2 separate regions of the Mus musculus genome follow, and region 1 is linked to region 2. The links are chromatin contacts, called in public Hi-C maps. All regions are on one chromosome and are shown on one strand. The core of a region is the stretch at or near the end of the contact, and the rest is flanking DNA. Distances in the headings are between cores, read along the strand shown. Region 1 has its middle 14 kb from the start of Gm24788. Region 2 overlaps Plekhm3 (pleckstrin homology domain containing, family M, member 3).

What was found. A called contact is a pair of places that touch in the nucleus more often than the background predicts.
Region 1: a contact with region 2 is called in a Hi-C map of bone marrow-derived macrophages, with 3 times the contacts expected there. The contact joins two enhancer-like sites. A contact is called at or near these places in 7 of 484 Hi-C or Micro-C datasets (B cells, the HL-1 cell line, bone marrow-derived macrophages and 3 more) and 2 of 115 datasets of contacts at active chromatin or transcription factors (embryonic stem cells and large pre-B cells).

What each region holds. Positions count from the first base shown.
Region 1 is chr1:64,984,380-64,990,181 of GRCm38.p6, reverse strand. No RefSeq gene overlaps it. Among named protein-coding and RNA genes, the nearest start is that of Gm24788, 14 kb to the left of the region's middle. Within about 2 kb of position 3,836, at least 12 of the 459 cell types and tissues checked have an H3K27ac peak or open chromatin away from gene starts, as enhancers often do. A contact at or near this core is called in bone marrow-derived macrophages, where this site is marked.
Region 2 is chr1:64,866,366-64,871,852 of GRCm38.p6, reverse strand. The region is part of intron 5 of Plekhm3 (pleckstrin homology domain containing, family M, member 3); the gene reads left to right. Among named protein-coding and RNA genes, the nearest start is that of Gm51628, 18 kb to the left of the region's middle. Within about 2 kb of position 3,937, at least 25 of the 459 cell types and tissues checked have an H3K27ac peak or open chromatin away from gene starts, as enhancers often do. A contact at or near this core is called in bone marrow-derived macrophages, where this site is marked.

The sequences.
Region 1 (5,802 bases), core at 2,587-5,086, 120 kb before region 2:
GACAAGGTGCAGGAGGAGCTGAGAGTTCTATGTCTTCATCTGAAGGTGGCTAGTGGAAGACTGACTTCCAGGCAGTGAAGGTCTTAAGCCCATGACCACAGTGACACACCTACTCCAACAAGGCCACGTTTCCTAATAGTGCCACTTCCCGGGCCAAGCATATACAAGCCATCACAGGAGGGAAACTGATTCCAGCTAGTTGTCCTCTGACTTACATACACATGCTACGGCATGAACACACACCCACATATGCCCACAAAAATTAACAAACAAATAAGTAAAAAACAATTTAAATGCAGTAATTTTTCAAATATAGCAGTGTACCTATTAATGGACTGATGCAGGTTGTGAAATGCTTAAACCAAATCAAATGCCTGCATCTCCTCAAAGACTTGTCATTCCTGTATGGAAGAACCTTCTGACTCCTTCTTCTAGCTTTATGAAAGATACAGGAGATTGTCGTTCTCTGTGGTCACCCTGCTGAGTACAAGCTCACGGGAGGTAAGCCGGCTTGCGCCTGTTCCTCCGTAACTGCAAACATTAGGCAACTGGTCCCAGCTGTCCCTATCTCCCAGATTGTGACAACTACCATCTTCCTTTCAGCTTCTGTGAAATCCACATGTTTAGATTCTGTGAGCGGGTGAGACTGTGTGGTACGTCTGTCTTTCTGGCTTATTCGATACAACGATCGCTAGCTCTGCCAGAATTTCATTCTCCCTTCGGCTCTGGTGTTTCTTGTGTGTTTGTGGCACACTTTTACAAATCCATCCATCACTTAGTAGGCATGCAGGTTGCTTATAATTTTTTGGCTATTTCTTGAATCGTAAATGGGGTGAATGGGGGTTGAAAAATGTCCCTTTAAATTTTGTTTTTAAAAAGATAACTTTAGGGCTGGAGAGAGGGCTCAGCGGTTAAGAATGCTTGGTGTTCTGCCAGAGACCAGAGTTTGGTTCCTGTAACCAAGTGCCTGTAACTCAAGTTTCAGGCAGTCTGATATATGCCTCTAGCCTCCCATGCATGCATGCGCACGCACGTGCACACACACATAAATAAAAATGAATATGAAACAAGATAACTATTAAGTAGAGGCACAAGCCTGAAGTCTTAGCACTTGGGAGGCAGAGTCAGGAGGACGAGGAGGATCAAGCAACTCAGGGTTACCGTCAGCTACAGAGTCTGGGGTCAGCCTGGGCTGCAGTTCAGGGTCATCCTAGGCTACAGAGTCCAAGGCTAGTCTGGGTTGCATGAGACCCTGTCTCAAACCAAAGCCATAACCTTTAATTTCAAACATTTGTCCTATTATCATTTCATTTAATTCAGCGATTATCTTGCATTAAGTTTCCTTGTTTTCACATTCTTTGTTACCCATTGTCTTTGCCAGGTAACAATCATTTTCATACATCATTGGAATGCCAGATCATTCCAACCTATGTATGCCAGTACAATAAATAAACCCCAAACCCATGCATTTATCAGCACCATTTTATTTTTGGTTTAGCTTATTTGGGCTCTGGTTTTCCAGAACATATTAGAAACTTTAACATGTTTTTTTTCACAGTAGAAAGGTCTCAGTATTTACCACAATGGGCAGTCACTGCCAGTTAAATGTCTTTGTGTTAGCTTGCTCTCTGTTGCTGTGGTCTATGATCTAATACTCTGGTCAAGCCAGCTTAAGGAAGGGAAGGGTTAATTTAGCCACATTGTAGTCCATCACTGAGGTAAGTGGGGCAGGAACTGAAGCAGAGGCTGGCCCTGAAGGAACATGGTTTACTGGCTTACTCAGCCCTCTTTCTTAAACAGCCCAGAACCACCTGCCCAGTGGTGGCTTCACAGGGACCTTCAATGTCAGTCATCAACCAGGAAAACTGCCCACAGACTTGCCTCACAGGCATTTAGACAGAGGCAATTCTTCAGCTGGCATTCCATCTTCCTGGATGACTCTAAACAAAAACTACCCAGCAAAACATGGAAAGAAGGCACTAAAACAAAAAGACAAAATAAACTGACAAAAACAACAACAACAACAAAAACCCACCACAGGATAACTTAGAAGATTTTGGGAATCTCTTCAGAACTGTAATTTCTTCGTCAAGAATTCTGAAGATTGGTGTATCAGGAGCAAGCAGACACTAGTACAATGCCTGAGACATTCTGCACATAGGTCAGATAGGTGGGGGGAATGGCTGTTGCTGTGTGATCTATTTCCACTGCTGTGATAAAACTCCTTGTTTTATGCTGTGATCAAAAGCAATTTAGAAGCCAGGCATGGTGGCACATGCTTCTAATCCTAGCACTCAGAGGTAGAGGCAGGAAGATCTCCATGAGTTCAAGACTAGCTTGGTTCCTTCACATGGCAAGTTGCAGGTCATCCAGAGAGTGTCTGTCTCAAAACAAAACAAACAAACAATGACTTAAGAGAAAGAAAGGCTGTTGTTAATGCTTGCAACTCCAGGCATGGTCTAATATGTAGGGAAAATCAAGGCAGTAGGAACTTGGAACAGATCACAACATCACATCATTGTCAAGAGCAAAGAGAAGTGATTGCACAAATGCTCATCTGCCTGCCTGCACTCAACTGGACTTGAGCAACTCTTACAAAGCTCAGGCCTCCTGAATAGGGAGTGGAGCCACCCACACTGGGCTGGGTTTTCTCAAATCACTTAAATTAATTAGAACAGTCTCCTGCAGGTATGCCCACAAGCCAAAACCAGTTTAGACAATCCTTCATTTGAGAGTCTACCCAGGTGAATCTGGGCCCCAAACCAATCTATTGCTGAGAACAACCAAATGAAAGAATACTACTCAGGTTCCATGCCAGCGGGGAGAGTTTGAAGGACCCTGCGGGTGTCTTTGCTCTGCTGTTGTTCCATTACTATGGTTATTATAGCACAGTAAATCCCAGTATAGTAATAATGAACACTCATGCTATCTGAATGGTTCCCTGGGTGATTTTGAAACCCTGGTTTTCCTATACATATTTAGCATGAGTTAGCATTAGAAAACTTGTTTTTTGTTAAAATTGAGATTTAAATGTTGAGCTGGGGACAACTGACAGGAATTTATGCCAAATCATCCCTTCCAAGAATAGGGACTGTGTTAAATATAGGAAGGAGTTTTGCAGCTTATCTTAGCATCTAGCAAGGTCAGGCTCTACCAGGATACCTGCTTTTATTACTCCTTTAACTATTCTTTCCTATCTTTCTTATCTTTTTCATGTAAGGCTCAGAAACAACGTGCTCAGTTCTATAAGAAATAAAGAAAAATAAAAGAGAGGCAGGAGTTCTTCCAAAAAACCCAAGATCAGTTCCCAGCACCAACATCAGACAATTTACTGTCACCTATGACTCCAGCTCCTGGGCAGTCCAGTGCCTCTGGGCTTGGCAGGAATCTGCACTCATATGCATAGACTTACACATCCATATACGTAGCTAAAAATAAAAATAAATAATCTAGCCATGGTGGCAGACATAGATGGATCTCTGTGTATTCCAAACCAGACAGGGCTAAATGGTGAGACTCTTCCTCAAAATAAAAAGAAACAAAATAATAATTAGTGTTACATATTTTCACTGGAGTTGCGATAAACTAACTTGGAAAGAACTGACATTTCTCAAGTCTGATAACTGCTAGATATTTCAAATGAACGCACACACACATGTGCATTGGAATCGCAGAACCCGATCCGAGGATTAAATTGGAAATCACAAACCTTACTCAATCCTTTCAGCACTTAGTTTATAGATGATGTACATTCAAATCATTTGTAGAACAGAGTGAGTCTCCAGCTTCAACAAGATAACCACCTACAGGGGGCGGCATGCACTTACGTAGAGGATTGCAGGCTGTTTCACAGCATTTCATACAGCATTGTTTAGGTGCTCAGCTCTGCACCACAGAGATTACAGCCTAAATACCCACAGGCACCACGGAAACGTTGACTCATGACAGACATGCAGCATGTCACTTAGCACAGCTGGCTTCCTGACATACTGTCCCCAGGCATCCCAGTAGCCTTCATTCCCAAAATTGTTCACAGGAGAAGAAAGGATTAAGATGAAATCATAAATTCATTCCACAGGTATATGTGTTGAGTCGTTCATATAAGTAAAGAACTACTTCGAGAAAGGGTAATAAGAAAGACCACAGTCTTCCTTGCACAGTTTGCCTTCCAGAGACAGAGACAAAAGGCAAACTCATTAAATAGTATATTATAATTTCAGCTCATGATAAGGAGCATAAAGGCAAAGGAAGGAGAGGAGGCTCAAGATGCTATTTTCAGTAAGGTGTGTGTGTGTGTGTGTGTGTGTGTGTGCGCGTGTGTGGGGGGGAAAGCCCTCCTGCAATAGTGCATTTGAGCACACTTGCATGCTGTGGGAAATTAAAATAATTGGTGGTAGATGTATGAATAAAAGAACACAAAACAAGGAGAGTCCTTTGTGCAGGGTCTATGTACACACAGGGGACATCTGGAGAGCAAAAAGTATCATGGAGATCCACGGAGCAGGAGAAGAAATGGGAGAAGAGGCAGGTCAGCCATGTCTACACAGGGTAGGCACTGGAGGTGAAAGGAATTTGCTCTGCATTCTGCGGAAAGGATGCCTTTTTAGCCGGGATAGAGTGTGCATGGTCTGATGGACGCTTTGCATCTGGCTGCCATGGTGAAAATGGGTGGGAGTGAGGGTCAGAGGGAGAGATGCATCGAAAGCCATTGTGCTGCTTATATAAGAGATATTGCGGCTGAGACCCTGAGACTCTGAGACCCTGAGATGGAGGGTCTGATGTGGAGGAAAGGTAGGAAGTCAAGGAATGACAGATGCTTTGGAAAGACAATGTGAAGAGTTGCTGGTGGGCTGAATTCTGGCATGAAGAGAAGAGAAGAGAAGAGCCACGGGTAGATGGTCTTTCAGACTTGGAGAGTTTGGAGCAAGAGAACCCCTTAATCAGGACAGACTTTTCCCACTCAGTTTCACTGTCTCGGCATAAGCTCTATTTTCTGTTACTATATTCCTCCCATTCCAATCAGTCTTGTTTCCAGGAAAATCTTTAAGATGTATAAAAATTTGTAGTAAGTGCTCATTGGATCCTTTCTCAAGGTTTCAAGCACTAGCTTTCTGTAGCAGTGATTAAAGCAATATTAGTGTTGAAATTAAAAGGCCTTTGAGGCTGGAAAGACGGCTCAGCAGTCAAGAGCACTGGCTGCTCTTTCAGAGTACCCAGGTTCAACTCCCAGCACCCATATAACTCGAAACTCTCAGTAACTCCAGTTCCAGAGGATCTGACACTCTCACACAGACATATATGTAGGTGAAACACCAAGCACATAAAATAAGAATAAATAAGTCAGTAAGAAAGCTGATGGGTCCAGTTGATTTGAACTATAATCAAGTAGAGAGAACAATGCCAAAAGACAGTCGTTCCCAGTAGTTCACACTTGGAGCTGAGGTGACCGTCTAACTAGCAGCAGGTTCTTCTTTGCTTCCCTGGTTGGCTGAGTTTCGTGTTACACCCAAGCCCTGGAGGCATCTTTGATTTAGGATCATAGTACCTTCCCTTAGCGTCTGCCCACAATGCTCCAGGGACCTTACCCCATGTGTGATACTGTGGTCTGCCTTGCATATTGTTTATTTCCAGAAAGTGTCCCATAATCCCCTAGGTGCAATTGATCATTGGGTTTTGTTTGTAGACCTATGAAAAGTCGTTTGTTTGTTTGTTTGTTTGTTTGTTTGTTTATATTGGATATTTTCTTTATTTACATTTCAAATGTTATCCCCTTTCCTGGTTTCCCTCCCTCCCAGAAACACC
Region 2 (5,487 bases), core at 2,688-5,187:
AGAACGCAGTATGTGAGTGTGGCCACCACACACTTGCCCATCCTCCAGTTCTTTCGTTCTGTTTGTCCCGTCTTCCTACTTGTGTCCTAAGCCTTGGAGAAGGTGATGCAGGCATCCCACTGAGGGCTGGGGACTTCACTGTCCTTTATTCTCCGCACTTAGTACCAGTTTCTGTGTCAGCTACTTCCATTGCAGTAAGAAGTTCCTCTGACAAAGGCTGTGCTAATCTATGAATACTTAGAAGGCAGTTTGAGCACATGTTGTGTAGCAAACAATAGTAGTGAGTTTCCCCTAGGGTCTATGATCTATCCAGCTTGGTACTAGGGTTGCAGTACCAAACATATATTGTATTCTGTACATACAGTACATCCTGTGGATCAGGCTTTGATTCCAGTCAGAAAGCGGTTAGTTACCCTATAACACTCAGCACCTGGCGTTTTTATGTATGTTGTGGGGATTGAACTCAAGTCCTCATGCTTATGCAGCAAGAACCTTACAAACTAAGCCCTCTCACCAGCCCCAGCCTTCGGGGTTTTTTGTTTGTTTGTTTGTTTGTTTGTTTGTTTGGGTTTTTTTTTGCTATTTTTTTATTAGGTATTTATTTCATTTACATTTCCAATGCTATCCCAAAAGTCCCCCACACGCTCCCCCACCCACCCACTCCCACTTCTTGGCCCTGGCATTCCCCTGTACTGAGGCATATAAAGTTTGCACAACCAAGGGGCCTCTCTTTCCACTGATGGCCAACTAGGCCATCTTCTGATACATATGCAGCTAGAGACACGAGCTCTGGGGGGTACTGGGTAGTTCATATTGTTGTTCCACCGACAGGGTTGCAGATCCCTTTAGCTCCTTGGTTACTTTCTCTAGCTCCTCCATTGGGGGCCCTGTGATCCATCCAATAGCTGACTGTGAGCATCTACTTCTGTGTTTGCTAGGCCCCACCATAGCCTCACAAGAGAGAGCTATATTTGGGTCCTTCCAGCAAAGTCTTGCTAGTGTATGCAATGGTGTCAACGTTTGGAGGCTGATTATGGGATGGATCCCCGGGTATGGCAGTCTCTAGATGGTCCATCCTTTCGTCTCAGCTCCAAACTTTGTCTCTGTAATTCCTTCCATGGGTGCTTTGTTCCCAATTCTAAGAAGGGACAAAGTGTCCACACTTTGGTCTTCATTCTTCTTGAGTTTCATTTGTTTAGCAAATTGTATCTTATATCTTGGGCATTCTGAGTTTCTGGGCTAATATCCACTTATCAGTGAGTACATATTGTATGAGCTCTGTTGTGATTGGGTTACCTCACTCAGGATGATGCCCTCCAGGTCCATCCATTTGCCTAGGAATTTCATAAACTCAATTCTTTTTAATAGCTGAGTAGCACTCCATAGTGTAAATGTACCACATTTTCTGTATCCATTCCTCTGTTGAGGGGCATCTGGGTTCTTTCCAGCTTCTGGCTATTATAAATAAGGCTGCTATGAACATAGTGGAGCATGTGTCCTTCTTACCGATTGGAACATCTTCTGGATATATGCCCAGGAAAGATATTGCGGGATCCTCCGGTAGTACTATGTCCAATTTTCTGAGGAACCGCCAGACTGATTTCCAGAGTGGTTGTACAAGCTTGCAATCCCACCAACAATGGAGGAGTGTTCCTCTTTCTCCACATCCTCACCAGCATCTGCTGTCACCTGAATTTTTGATCTTAGCCATTCTGACTGGTGTTAGGTGGAATCTCAGGGTTGTTTTGATTTGCATTTCCCTGATGATTAAGGATGCTGAACATTTTTTCCAGGTGCTTCTCAGCCATTCGGTATTCCTCAGGTAAGAATTCTTTGTTTAGCTCTGAGCCCCATTTTTTAATGGGGTTATTTGATTTTCTGGAGTCCATCTTCTTGAGTTCTTTCTATATATATTGGATATTAGTCCCCTATCTGATTTAGGATTGGTAAAGATCCTTTCCCAATCTGTTGTTGGCCTTTTTGTCTTATTGACGGTGTCTTTTGCCTTGCAGAAGCTTTGCAATTTTATGATGTCCCATTTGTCGATTCTCGATCTTATAGCACAAGCCATTGCTGTTCTATTCAGGAATTTTTCCCCTGTGCCCATATCTTCGAGGCTTTTCCCTACTTTCTCCTCTATAAGTTTCAGTATGTCTGGTTTTATGTGGAGTTCCTTAATCCACTTATATTTGACCTTAGTACAAGGAGATAGGAATGGATCAATTCGCATTCTTCTACATGCTAACCTCCAGTTGTGCCAGCACCATTTATTGAAAATGCTGTCTTTTTTCCACTGGATGGTTTTAGCTCCCGTGTCAAAGATCAAGTGACCATAGGTGTGTCTTTGGGTTTTTAAATCCAAATTGTGTATTTCTGAGAACTCAGTTTCCTGGAAATGAGATATATATATATATATATATATATATATATATATATATATTAACAATTCTATCAAAATCTTGTGAAGAGACTACTTTTCCCAGAGCCCAACTCAGTCCCTTACTGTCAAGAGTACCAGGGTTTGGTGGGAGTTGAAGTCCTCAGAAATTAGTCAGGTTAAATGGGTTTTGATTTGTTTGACGTAACGGCATAGAACAAAATGAAATGAGTTTCCCCTTGGTGCTTTGCTTTGTTTGTATGTTAAGTCTCTACTGTCCTTGATTTCATTGAAAATTATCTCTGAATGTTTAACCCCAAGTGTCAGCTAATATAAGGGCTCTGAATCATATTTGACCTTTTTCCTTTTCCATTTTCATCTTTTCTCTTAAGTTACTTTCCAAGTTCCAAAGATGATAAATGGAAGCATTGTTAGTAGATCTAGGTGTGTTAGTTGATGGCTGTGGACTTGTAGCAGGCTTCTTCAGTATTCTCTGGTACCAGAGAACCAGTCTGTGCTGTGGTTTCCTTTGATGGATGAGACAAGTGTAGAGCTGACTCTTATCGCTTTTGTCCTTTGACTGAGTGTCAGGCCCAGTTAGATTGAGTTTGCATTGCCATGAGCAGGGCCGTGCGTGTGGTTGGCCTGCTACAGAAATGCTACTGGGCCTGGTGATTAATAGTGTTATCATGCATAGGAAGCCCCAAGCATAGCAGCCTCACCTGAAAACCAAAGAGATCTTCCACAGCAAGGACACTGTTTACACAAGGACTGCTAAGACAGATATCCCTCACTTAGTGTGCAGCTTTGAGTTCCTAATGTGGTGAGATTTGGAAGTTACATAGGAGAAATTAATAAGTAATATCTATTATATAACATTTTAGTTAAAAATGAATGCACTTTAAGAGAGAGAGAGAGAGAGGGAGAGAGAGAGAGAATATGAAAGAGTTTCCAGTTGATCCTCATTCCCTTTCCTGGGGCAGCCCCTGTTACTTACCCCTATGTTTGTGTTCCTGCTTCTGTAGTAGCATTTTTTATTTTAGCATATATGTGCTCAAGTCTCCCCCATTCTTTAGAAAAGGAACCTTTTCTCCGTCCCGTCCTGTATCCTTCTTTAGCAGCGGCCCACTTTCCTTTCTTTTAAAGCTAAGCTCTGAAAAGAGTTGTGTACCACCCTCAGACCCTCTGCAGTCTGGCTGTCTCCCTCCTGCCCAAACCACTATCTGAGGTCAGCACTGAATTCCTGTTTCTAGGGGGCTGCATGCGCCCCCCCCCCCAGCTCCTGGGCTGTGGATTCGTTCTTGCCCCTTGAGAAGCTCCCTCCCTGGGCCTCCCTGAAGCAGTTCTTCTGCTGTCAAAGTGTTCCTTCCCAGGCTTCTCCCTGGAAAGTCCTTTCTGGCACTGTTTCTCAAGGGCCAGCTCTTTTCTGTTTCCCGGGTGTGTTGTCCTGGCCTTCCTTATAATCGTAGCTCCACCTGAAACCCGCAGGCCGGAGACAGGAATTTCCTGAGCTGACTCAGGAGACTCCATCTGGCCATACCATACAGTTCCCATCTTCTTCCACAGCCCAGACACTCTCCCAGTGAGAGGGTTCCTCTTCCTTCCCCTTTCAGCAGACACAGCTTCCAGTTATGTTCCCCACTTAGTGGGGAAATGGAGGCTTCTTTGTGGCTTGCCATGACCTGAAGATTGAGGTGACAGACAGTCTTTCTGGTGGAAGGCCTCTCTTTGTAAGCTTTCATCTTCTTAGAGCTCTTTATTTCTCACCTAGTCCTTCCTGCCTTCACCCCCTTCTCTCCCCGTCAGCTCTCACCATGGCCTTGTATTACTTAGGGCACTTCTGTGACACCCCATTTCTCTTTAAGTAGATTCAGCATGACAGGCAAGACACACACATGTACTGGCTGGCTACATACTAGCTTACATACTAAATCTAAGCTCACATTGCGTGGTGTACCCTTGCCAGGAGAGGCTTACTAGGTACTGGGCATGCTCGAACCTTTGAGTGCCTGCTACTACTGCTCTTTCCACCTGGAATACCATCCAGCCTTCCACCTCCACTTCCTCCCAGTAACTCCCCACTTCCCATTCATGGAGGCCTTTCCTGGCCAGGTAACCTGCCAGCTCCCCTCACCCTGTATGTATATCTGTATGTTTACAAACTGTGCTTTTCCAAATCTTCAGTGCAGGCACACTGACTGCTGCATACTGTGAGCCCAGCATCTGCTTAAGTCAATGAAGTATGTGCTTATTTTGGATTTTGATTTTAGGTTCATAACCATAGTGACAGGTTGTGGGGTATTTGTTAAATTCATGGTAAATTAGGTAATCAGGATTTTCTGACCAATGAATGCAAATAATTACCAATGCTGTATTGAATGTATTAAGTAAAATTAATGCTGGCAAAAGTATTTTTAGGGGACACCAAATTTTGCTTCTCAGACATAAATAGCTCTACCAGCATATTCCCGGAAGAGACTGCCTCCCCTGAGGTGTCTTCCCCTGGGTAGATCTGCCTCGGGCATCTTTCTGCTGATTGAGCAGGCTCTGTCTGTCTAGGTCCTGTATAACCCATGTCCTATTTGGATTTGAAGGAGAAAAGACCCTAGGCATCCCTGCTAGTTCACTCCATTTTCTCAAGGGCCTATATCTGATGTGCAGCTTATATGACCCAAACCACAGTAGAGCAGCTCTTGGGGTCATGTGGATGGAAATGGCCTTGGCTGCCAACCTGATCTTGGTGTTTGTGTCTCACCCTGGCTTTCCTCTGTATAGTCTGACTGGAGGAAATGCTTAGAGAATGTGTTTCTAATTCAGTTTGCTTCCATGGAGAGGTGAGCAAGGGGCAGGGAGCCTTATCTGCCCTGTTGCCTTGCAATGGAAACCCATATGCCTCCTTAGGAGGCATATGAGCACAAGAGCACAGCCCTATCTCTAAATGTCTGTAGGAAAATCCCCCTCTCTTTCATTTACATTAAAAAGCATCTCTAAAGGAGATGCCTTTTACTAGGTCCCACTGGCCCCTCTAGGGAGATTTATTCTCCCTAGAGGGGCCAGTGTTTTTATGGCATCAGTGTTTTTATGTCACTACTTCCTTCCTCTTGGGGAGA